Regions from separate parts of the Hordeum vulgare genome. Here region 1 is linked to region 2. Evidence: chromatin contacts called from public Hi-C data. All regions are on one chromosome and are shown on one strand. The core of a region is the stretch at or near the end of the contact, and the rest is flanking DNA. Distances in the headings are between cores, read along the strand shown. Region 1 holds the start of LOC123395670 (regulatory-associated protein of TOR 2). Region 2 holds the start of LOC123395005.

Region 1 (5,528 bases), core at 729-3,228, 430 kb after region 2:
TCTCCATCTCTGTCACTTATGGCTATCTTAAACCCTAACTTGTCATCACTTCCTTCTTTGCTTGCCTTGTGCAGCTTGCTAGCTCATTGTAGCTTACCACGTAGAGTGTGTCACTTAATTGCATTTGTGTAGAATTTCATTTTCATGTTTGCCTATAAATCAACTAAGAGAATATTAAGATTGATAGTCGTCTATTCACCCTCTCTAGTTGATATATCATTCATCTTTAATCCTTCAAAACCGAGTTTGGGTTAATTGGCCCAATTTATAACAAGTTGAGCACATCATGAATTTTGAGTTCTCCATCGAGCCCAAACCACCATCTCCTTTGTTACTCTCCCCTCCTATGTTAGTAGCTCTATTGATAGGCTCTATCCCATCTAGTGTGCAACATTGGATTTTTTTATGCTTTTACCTTTTTGGTTATGTTCACGTCGTCTTGAAAGCATAGGAGTACCACACGTTTTCTCCATCCTCTTGTTTGTTGCCCACATGAAGCAAACCATCATGTTCCACGAGGCCATGTCGAATGCAATATACACCAGAGTGAACAAACTCATTTATCTCACTTTAGCCAAGATGCCATTTCGTATGGAGGATGATATTCAAAGTTTTACCATGGTAGAAAGACACCATTTCTCGTATGATCCCAACCAATGCAATAGTCATTGCCACAATCGTCGATGACTATCATACATAACCTCATGAAAAAATACGAGGACTATCAACTTCAAAGTTAGAATCATATGATTATGTAGCTTCTCACGTTTGCTAACATGTCGCCTGTTTGTAGCAAATTCGTAGTTAGTCTTATGTTGGCTCAACGCTAAGAGCAACTCCAACAACGTTAATATCAACTAATCAAATCCGTAGTTGAGTATCAACATCAAAAGTTCACTTCATTCTTTCTTCGTTCTCTCCAACCAAGTCACCAAATTCCACCCATCTATCATTTGGTTTTCCTATGAATACTAAACATGGTTAAAATGAACGAAAAGCTTGTACTTTCAACCGAGCCGTTTTTTTTACTTTAGAAGTTCGTACTAGATTCATATGAAATATGTTTTGATCCAAATTAGTGATTTTGATCAAACTGTTTTTTTTTCTTCTAAAAGTTGCGAATTTTCCTCAAAATCCGTGAGGTAACATTTTTTTTGTACCTCAGGATTTGAATTAGACTCAATATTAATCAAATCAAACTAAATTTATCAAAAAACATGCTCTCTGTATCTCCGACCCAACATTTAGCGAGTTTCTTTATAGATTTGCCTTCTCTTTAACCGGAATCGCTTTTTCACGCTCGTAAGTCGCAACGCGCGATCCCTATAAGCGAAGCGCCGACTTTTCTTACCGCGCTGATTAGTTAGCTTCAAAAGGAAACCGGGCCCTGTCGGAAACCGAGCGCCTCAACGCGCGAGCGCGAAATAGCAACCCTCCTCTTTAACAACTCATCAAATATGCTTAGTAGAGTGAGTGATCTGCCTCCTCTTTATTTTCATCTATTTGTTTGTGTATCTTTAGACCTAAAATCATTAATTTTTATTTTTTTTACTTTCTCTACGTCTTTCATTGAAGCTGCTCTAAGATTTATTTTAAGATTACAAGGGATCATGATACTCCTTATCGAATCGACACCTTCTCTTAACTTTTTTGGCTCACTGATTTTATCTATTTTACACACATTTCTTGAGCATCTTAAATTCGCAGACATTCATCCAAACCGCAAACTGCACATAGCGAAGATAAACATCACACAAAAATAATACGGAGTACTTGGAGTAGCAAAGAGACTTCTAACTACAGTAGCTAAGCTAGCAGACGCACGGCCACGAGCCTGCGCATCTCAGCTCACATTCTTCAGCCAACACCGAGAGAAAACAAACCGAAGGAAAAAAAGAGAGGAGAATCCAGTTTCCAGTTTTTATACTATTTTCCCCGTCTCTCTCTCCTCGCCCTGTTTCTCTCTCTCCCTCTTCCTCCCCACCCTCTCCGCCGCATCCCCGTCTCCCCCCCCCCTGCCCCCGTCCAAACCCTAACCCTAAACCCCACCCGCGCCTCCATCCAATCCCTGCCTGGCGTCCACCCGTCCCCGGCGGCCCGGATTCGGATTCGCCACGCCGGGCCGATTCGATCGATGTAGGCAGCGAGCATCGCTGCCCACTCCGTACACACGACACGCCCCCCCCGCCCCGAGATGGCTGCGGGGTGACGAGGAAGAGAAGAGAGCAGTAGAGGGACCGCCCAAGCGTAGATGGCATTGGGAGATCTCATGGCGTCCAGGCTCGTGCACTCGTCCTCGTCCTCGTCCTCGTCCTCGCTGCCTACTCCCTCCTTGGCGGCGGTGAACCACCAGACGGAACGCGTGGATGGTGAGCTCCCTGTCGCGAACGGGCCGGAGCTTCGGAGGGAGGACGCCGGCGAGGAGGATGAGGAGGGGACGGCCGTGGCGCTTGTGCCGTGCCTGCCGCAGGTTGTTGTGCTCTGCGAGCAGCGGCACGAGGGGTTCGACGAGGCCACCGCTGCCGCGGCCGGGCCATCTACCAGCGGGCTCGTCTCCAAGTGGCGCCCCAAGGACAGGGTAATGGATTGTAGCTCATGCAGCTATTGCTCTTGTTGATCGTTTCTTTCTTAGATTTGCCACGGTTGGCCCTCAGAGATTCACTCAGGTGATGTTCATGGGCTTATGATTAACGGCACGTGTAGTTCAACGAGCTAAATCAGGGTAAATTTGGGGCAGCTGCTGGTTTGCTTAAGTGTCTACGTGCAATTTTAGTATAATTTACCATTTCAATTTAGCGGTTACGATTTGATCACCACGCTTTAAGATGTAATGGGTGATGTGACCAAACTTTTCAGTTTTTGTCCGTTTAAGTAAGTTAATGATTCATAGTTACCAGCAGGATAACCAAATCTGTGAACTGGCTATCCAGATTTGCCTAGTTATTATTGTTCGCTGCAAGCTGATGCCATTCTTTCTCCCAAATGCTTGGAGAAGTCAATGTTGTCTTGTGTTATCGCGCTGTCGGTGGTTGCTGTATTAATTAAAAATGATAAACGGAACCATTTATAGCTGTCGCTATGTTAACGTATTCATGCTTATTCGCTGCTCACGAGATCACCGGAATTAAATGTAGCACGAAAGCCACTAGCGTGTAATACGTAATTAATGGCTCGGCTAAAAAATCAAATAGGCAAGTGTCAAGTAACGGTATTTTTATGGCCTATCTTAATAGAGCATGCCATTCTGTTATGATGATCAATTTTTCCTTTTTAACTAAAAATCAAATAAGTTTTCTGATGATTGATATAAGATTGTATAAGAATAATGGTTCAAACTATGCTAGACCCAAATAGTCTTCATGGTTATCTAGTACTCTTGATTACATTCAGATAGGATGTCCGCATCCCAAGTGACTGTACTTGTTAGTGGTGTCATTTCGAAAATTGGACACCTAGTGCCAGCATTTTTGCCTGTGGTGAAGCAAAGTAGTGAGTTGAGCACCGATCAAAATCTGGATCATTGTAGTGAGCTGTCAAGGCAAATTTGCGTACCCAATGTACAAACGCAACCGACGGTCTAAGAAATTCTATTGTTAAGAATTTGGCATGTGAGTATGCAGTGGTGTATGAAATATCACATTGGCAATGCCATCGACTTCGAGGTTGAGGTATATGCTTGTTTCAACTCATGACAATATGAGAAGGATGGTTTTGACTATAAAGACGAGGTTGCCTTACTTGAAAACAACTTAGCATTACGGTCATTGAAATTTCCTCTCGGATAGTTTGAGTTGTGATTGCTATTTGCTTTTGGACAAGCAAAGTACTACCATATATGTTAGTGGAGATGTTCACATTCCTATTTTAGAAAATATATCTGTATAAGCTCTTTGTGGTTCATGTGTATTAAGCTACGTTTCCCCTTCATACAAATTAACTCTCTAACGGGTTTGCAGATTATATTTGATTTGTCTGGACTAGAGTATCGTGTTAAACTTTTGTAACCATATGTGTGCCATGATTGTTTGTGAAGAAGAGATATGCTAAACTTATTGTGATCTCAGCAAGGGGATATCGCATATTTAGTATGTAAATTGTGCCACAGCTTTGGTTTGTTTATTCTCAGTAGAACTAGCTAATGTTTTACCAATAAATAGCTTAATTACTATTCCAGTTTGTTGTCAGTTTGGTCAGAGTATTGATCTGTGTTGGTCATACCATTTTGACCTCTTATTTTGGTTGTGTTTCTACTCTTTTATTTTCTAACCATTGGATGGTGTTACTTACATAAACTGTTTACATTTGGTATATGCTATATTATACTAACAGTGGTCTTGGTTGCAGATGAAGACCGGATGTGTTGCACTTGTATTATGTTTAAACATTAGTGTTGATCCGCCGGATGTAATTAAAATTTCCCCTTGTGCAAGAATGGAGTGTTGGATAGGTAAGCATTCGGTCATGTGTATATGCTTATCTAGTTTTCTAATGAGCTGAGAGGGATTTTCTTTTGCCTGCTGTTGGTAATTTCGTTTCATGTTTGTGGTATGCAGCTCCATTATCATTTTTTTCTCTGTACGTGTCTTACTAGTTAGAATAAATTCAATCTTTTTTATTAATAAGTACTATTTTCACTTCACTGAAAGCACTTATTTTCACGGTTGCATTTCTGAATGCCATACTTGGCTGTGTTGGTAGCTGGAGGAGATTGCAAATTTGCAGCAAAGAAACAGTCTTGCATCTATTTAGAAATAGATGGTGTTCTTTTTCTAGATGAATTAAAGTTTTATAGGTTACATAATAAATTAATAATATCATATTCATGTTTTGGTTGCAGAGCAATTAATGATTTCCAGGCTACATTTGAAGATATTTTGTTCTTTAGGTCGTGAATGATATGAACTTGATTGTATTTCTAGCTCAGTGGGTCATATGAACTTGATTTATTAATAGCAGCGATAATTATTTGCTGAGACGTGAAATGTACCAGATTTAAACAAGCATGATGGCTATCTTTGTAAATAGCATAGTAGTACAATAACCTTATTGCACTTCAGTTGCCTTGAGATCCGCTCACAGCCTTTCCATTTACCATTTTTAGATCCATTTTCTATGGCACCTCCCAAAGCCCTTGAAACTATTGGAAAAACATTACACTCACAGTATGAGCGATGGCAGCCTAAGGTGACTCACTTTTTTTTTTACATAAAGGGTATTCTGATAAACTGATATCACTGCTTACATCTTCATGTACTAATGATGCCTGCAGGCTCGTTACAAGCTTCAGCTGGATCCAACAGTCGAAGAAGTCAAGAAGCTTTGTAATACTTGCCGCAAATATGCCAGATCAGAGAGAGTTCTTTTTCATTACAATGGTCATGGTGTACCAAAGCCTACAGCTAATGGAGAGATTTGGGTGTTTAACAAGGTGAGTGTTGTTAAGTCAAAATGTGTATTGCATATGTTGATGCATTATTTATTCCTATGTCTTTATTGAAGCGTCTTTTGTACTCTGGTGCAGAGTTATA
Region 2 (5,196 bases), core at 1,582-4,081:
CTGCGCAGCGGTGGATCTGGAGCTACGTCCAAATCCCCAAACCCACCGGCGATGGCTCGCAGTGGATCTGGAGCTACGTCCAAATCCCCAAACCCACCGACGATGGCTCGTGGCGGCCGCTCCGCAGGTGCGGGCGGTGCTGCCTCTGGTTCCTGCTCAAGCGCCTCGCCTTCCTGCGGGCCATGGCCGCCCTCTCAACCGGAGGTGGAGGGCGGGGTGGTGGCCGGAGGTGGAGCTGGAGGGTGCGGGTGGAGGGGGAGGTGAAGGTGGAGGGCGGGGGTAGAGGGCGGAGGTGAGGGCGGGGGCGGAGGCGGAGGTGGAAGACGCGATGAAGAAGAGGGCTGATTCAGAATTTGCATTAGGGGCATAAAAGTCAATTTGCTCATTTTCACCTGGTCGGAATCTACTCCCAGCGACCTATATTTTGGTAAGAGGGAGTAGATATTTGCCTTCTAACTAAATGGATTCGGCGAATGGTTCGGGGTGATGGTGGCTTGTGACTAGACCTTATTAGGGCTAAGTATCTTTGGGGCCATTCATTCTCCATGTGCACACACTCGAGGGAATCCTAGTTTTGGCAGACTATATAGGCTCTTAAACCTTGCTTCCTTCTAGGGACCGCATTGATGGTTCGGTGAGGTGTTGATACACTGTTTTGGTTGGACTGTTGGGCCGGTGCCAACCAATTACGTGCCCAATTCCCGGCCTTGTTAGTGATTACTAACTAGCCAACCATATCGGTTTCTCTAGTCGTGCAAAATGAGGGTAATGGGTTGTTGTCTCGTCGCTCCTTCAGCCCGGATGAGGCTGCTGAATGTGCACAGTTGTGGTCTAGCCTTGCAAACACAACTTTGTCGAGGCTTGGGGACTCCACTCATTGGCAGCTTGACCCGCAAGGTTGCTATTCTATTAAGTCCCTCTATGATTGGATGGCGGCTCATCAGGGACCGAAGAAATTTACAAAAATTTGGAAAACTAGGCCTCCACCTAAAATCAAGATATTCCTCTCGCAGTTAGTGAGGGGCAAGCTACCATTGGGTGAGCAAGTTTGCAAACGTAATGGGCCAGCAATTTGTATGTGTCCCATTTTTTATGTTGTTGAAGATAGTGATCACATCTTCTTTTACTATGTGTCCGCCCAGTTTATTTGGAGTGCTCCTAGGAAGATTCGGGACAATGGATGGTATCCTACGAGCTTCCCTCAGTTCTTCCCCCTACCATCTGCCTGATCGGGTCAGGCCCGAAGATTGATGTGGATCAATTTTTGAGCCTTGGTTTGGACGTTATGGTGTATTAGGAATAAACTTATTATTGAGAATATATTTACGACCATGCTTAGTGATGTGATCTATAAATTATGTGATTTCTTATAGATTTGAAGACCCCTGTGCAGATGACGGGATAGGTCCTCCGTCCATGACATGACTAAGAAGTTCAAGGAGCCCGCGGCTCGGTTGCTCATGATAACCTATCCTCCTTCAGGCTTTCATGTATCTTTCATGTGACTTTCATATATGTTTGGGTTTGTTTTGTTGTCGCTCGCAATGAGACCTTCTTCTCTCCTCTTTTATTTTTTCCGTATTTATTTTATGAGGACTGCTACAAATTAACCGGTTTATTTGTTACGAAATTAAGCTGCCTCCACATCCATCCGATTCAAATGCTCCCAGCCGCAGAATCGGGAGGCACCACACAGCTCCCATAGCAGCAGCACGCAATAGTCTCCCATGGCAGCACCGACGGACCCTTCATTGCAACCTCGCTGGAGCTTCCGACGACCGCCGGGGCGCTTTACTGCAACCTCGTCGGAGCTTCATTGCAACCTCACAGGAGTTCCAGCAACCGTCCGGGCGCTTCACTGCAACCTCGTCGGAGCTTCATTGCAACCTCGCCGGAACTCGAACGAACGTCGGCGCTTCACTCTAGCTTCGACGGCCCTTCATCACAATCTCGACGACGTTTCATTGCAGCGCAAACACCGACACCGTGGTGCTCCATCGTAGCACCACGTCGCCGCCGGCGGAGCTTCCCTACAGAGTCTCCACCACCGCACGGTCGTGCTCCATCGCAGCAACGTCCGCCCCCGTCAAAGCTCCACCGCAGCACCCGACAGGCGTCGACAAAGATTCACGTGACGGTGACGGGGTGTTGTGGTGAATCATGCGACGACGATGTCACATGTTGTGACACAACCCGATGGCGGCCAAGATGTTGTGACGCAGCACACAGAGGCGACGGAGCTTTGGGGGAGGGATGTTGCGATGCTCGTCTCTTCCTCCTCCAACACCATCGTCGTCTGCAGCTCCGGTGGCCACTAACACGCAGCCCCGCGGGATCTCGTGATGCCACCCACACCATGCACACCATTGCTCCCCTCGCAGGTACGCCTCCTCGTCGAGTGGTAGCCATCGCAGCGCTACGGGACCCCTTGTAGAAGCAGCAGCTTGTCGACTGGGGGTGGGAGAGGTGAGGAGCTCGGGAAGAGAAGAAAGCAAGGTTGTAGTGGTAATGGGGAGAGAGGGGATCGGATGCTCCGATTGAGAGGAAGGACGACTTAGACTGGGAAAAGGATAAGGTTACGGGGCAGTGCGGTGCATCGTTTCCACAGGACACGTGTCAATCTTTTGAGGCGATTTACAGAAACGAGAAATCAGCCGAGTGAATTAGAACGTTTCCTTTATTTTATACACCATTATTTTCGGCTGGCTTGTATAATGATATGTGTTTTACCTATAAAGCAAGGCGTGGAGCTTTTTTTGTCAGATACTTTCTAAGTCGTTGGCGTGATGACGAGCAACCTGGATAAGAAGGGCCTCATAAAACCTCGGGCTACCTCCGAATAGAGGGGCAACCCAACAAAGCAAACCGCGACAGAAACTGGTGGCTGGGCCACTGGTTTCATTTATCTTTTTCCTTCAGCTCACGATCAATAGAAGCCAGTGGGCGCTCTGCGCAGCTACAAATACGCCACCAACCTGACCCGCTGATCCCATCCAATTCCCCATTCCCAGAGAAAGTCATCCGAGAATCATTGTAAGAAATCAGGAACTCGTCGACCGGAGATGGAGAAGATGAGCTCGTCGGTGCAGTCCTGGGTGGACCAGCACAAGCTCGCCACCGTCGGTCAGTCTCAGCCTCTCGGACCCCACCTTCCTCCCGCGATCTCCCGTCTCCGATCGGTGTTTTGACGTAATTGTGATGTGAGACCAGGTATTTACTAATTTTGGTTGGATGCAGGGGCGATGTGGACGGCGGCGGTTGGCGCCTCGGTGGCGTGCGGCCGGCGGCGGGGCAAAGCGGCGGGATTCACGGTCGCTGCCGCGCTCGGCGGAGCGGCGCTGGCGCGCCACTATTACACCGTCAAACGGAGGGAGGAGGAAGCGAGGTGCTTCGAGCTGGACTTCTACTCGCAGCTGCCGGCGGCCACCGGCGATGACGGCCAAGAGAACGAGCGGTGGAGCTACTAGCAGATCAGACGTTCGGATCACGGCCGGCCGGCCGGCCGGCCGTGGATCGAGACCAGACGATGATGATGACGACCAATTAGCACCAGTTAATTAATAGCCCGTGACGTGGCGCCGCTCATTTGTCCTAATCCATCCAGCGAGGAAGGCGGGATTATCTTATCTACTTTGTACTATCCATCCAGCAAGTGCCATTGTTGTCTCCATCATCTAGTAGGTGTGATGGGGTGGGGGTAGGATTAATTCCCCCTTCTCTATTATCGAAGGAACCAAGAAACCCAGCGATGCCTTGTCGATTGTAGTACTAGTAGTAGATAGAATTATGTGTATCTGGATGACGTTGATTGAATAAACAACAGCGAGTCGCCTGAGTTATCCAAGTTTTAATACTGTCCGGCATACAGTGAGAAGCGAGGCCGGCCTAGTAATGAGAAAAGAATCGTGGAATCCGTGGTTGTTACATTATCCGTTCCAAGGGACCATGTCAACTGGATCTGGACGAAGAATCTATCCCGGGAGAAAGCAGAGAAAAGAGAGGAGTTAGCAATTGAATTTCAGTTGCACAGAATTGATACTCATGACAAATGCAGTGTAAGGTAAGGTCTGCTGGAATTTGACCTATTTTGGGTAAGCCCAATAACAAGTTTCAGAATTTCTAATAAATTCTAGAGGCTCACTTAGCCCATTTATACAAGGCAAGAGGTAGGACTAAAGCTTACTTTCATATTGTTAGTTTAGTAGAAAGTTGGATCTGCTTATAAGAAAGCATATTATCCCACGTGTATGAGGATGGAAACAACAGAGACATTCACGCGTGCTCTTTTGCTTCGTCTCACGTCGCTGCGTTCTGAGCTACTGCTAAGTTCTTCCCTATCCGGGCATGCAGCGTGCACCGCAGTTCGGAACAATAGGCCTTCGAAAGCACACCTTTTGAGTTATGTACGAGAGAATGGTGATAAGGTTTTTGAGGAGCGTTCTGCGCGACTACTGACCTCTTCATCACGTATGCCACGAACGCCGACGACTTTTTTGACGACATGGCCGACGCCAACACCAAAGCTAATGCTAAGTTTCTTGGTCTAGTATTTGTTTTAGATTTATTTTGTTCTAACACACATGTTCAGATGATTTTTGCCTCCTCTAGTCTTGGCTCTGTTATCTTGGTCTACTTTTCTCAAGTCTGCATGACTAGTCTTGTCTTTGTTATAATGATCATGTTTTATCTATTGTTTATCTCTTTTAAATCATTCGGTAAATTGCTCATATTTTTAACAATTCAAAATCCTTATTATAGGCAATTTATCCCGAGTGATTTTGTTGCTTTCATGAGGCCTTCTATGTTTGAGGATGTGCACTATAAGAGGTGGCGTGTGAGGGTCGTTCTATGGTTTCAAACCATGAGCTCCTATGATGCCACTCTTGGCAAACCTGAAGGAGTTTTTGATCCTCAATAGGAAGAAGCTTTTCAAAAAACGTATACCTTGTTTAAGGCTCCTCTCTTGAGTGTTCTTGGTGAGAATGTAGTTGATGCTTATGCGTCAATTGACAATGGAAAAGATATGTGGGAAGCACTCGAGGCCGAGTTTGGGGGTCTCGGATGTCGGCACTGAGCTGTATATCATGGAATACTTCTATGATTACAGGATGACTGATGAGCGCTCAGTGGTTGAGAAAGATCACGAGATACAGTCATTTGCTAGAGAACTTGAGCACTTCAATTGTATGTTACCGA

Evidence for each region. A called contact is a pair of places that touch in the nucleus more often than the background predicts.
Region 1: a contact with region 2 is called in a Hi-C map of seedling, with 4 times the contacts expected there. The contact joins the promoter of LOC123395670 here to the promoter of LOC123395005 in region 2. A contact is called at or near these places in 3 of 6 Hi-C or Micro-C datasets (leaf and seedling).

The regions. Positions count from the first base shown.
Region 1 is chr5H:326,491,673-326,497,200 of MorexV3_pseudomolecules_assembly, forward strand. LOC123395670 (regulatory-associated protein of TOR 2) reads left to right here and starts at 1,979. Exons shown (of 22, transcript XM_045090692.1): 1 at 1,979-2,578; 2 at 4,345-4,447; 3 at 5,102-5,184; 4 at 5,270-5,428; 5 at 5,522-5,528. The coding sequence starts at 2,252.
Region 2 is chr5H:326,056,306-326,061,501 of MorexV3_pseudomolecules_assembly, forward strand. It overlaps LOC123395005, which reads left to right and starts at 2,832. Exons shown (of 2, transcript XM_045089914.1): 1 at 2,832-3,123; 2 at 3,238-3,851. The coding sequence starts at 3,063. The coding sequence ends at 3,467.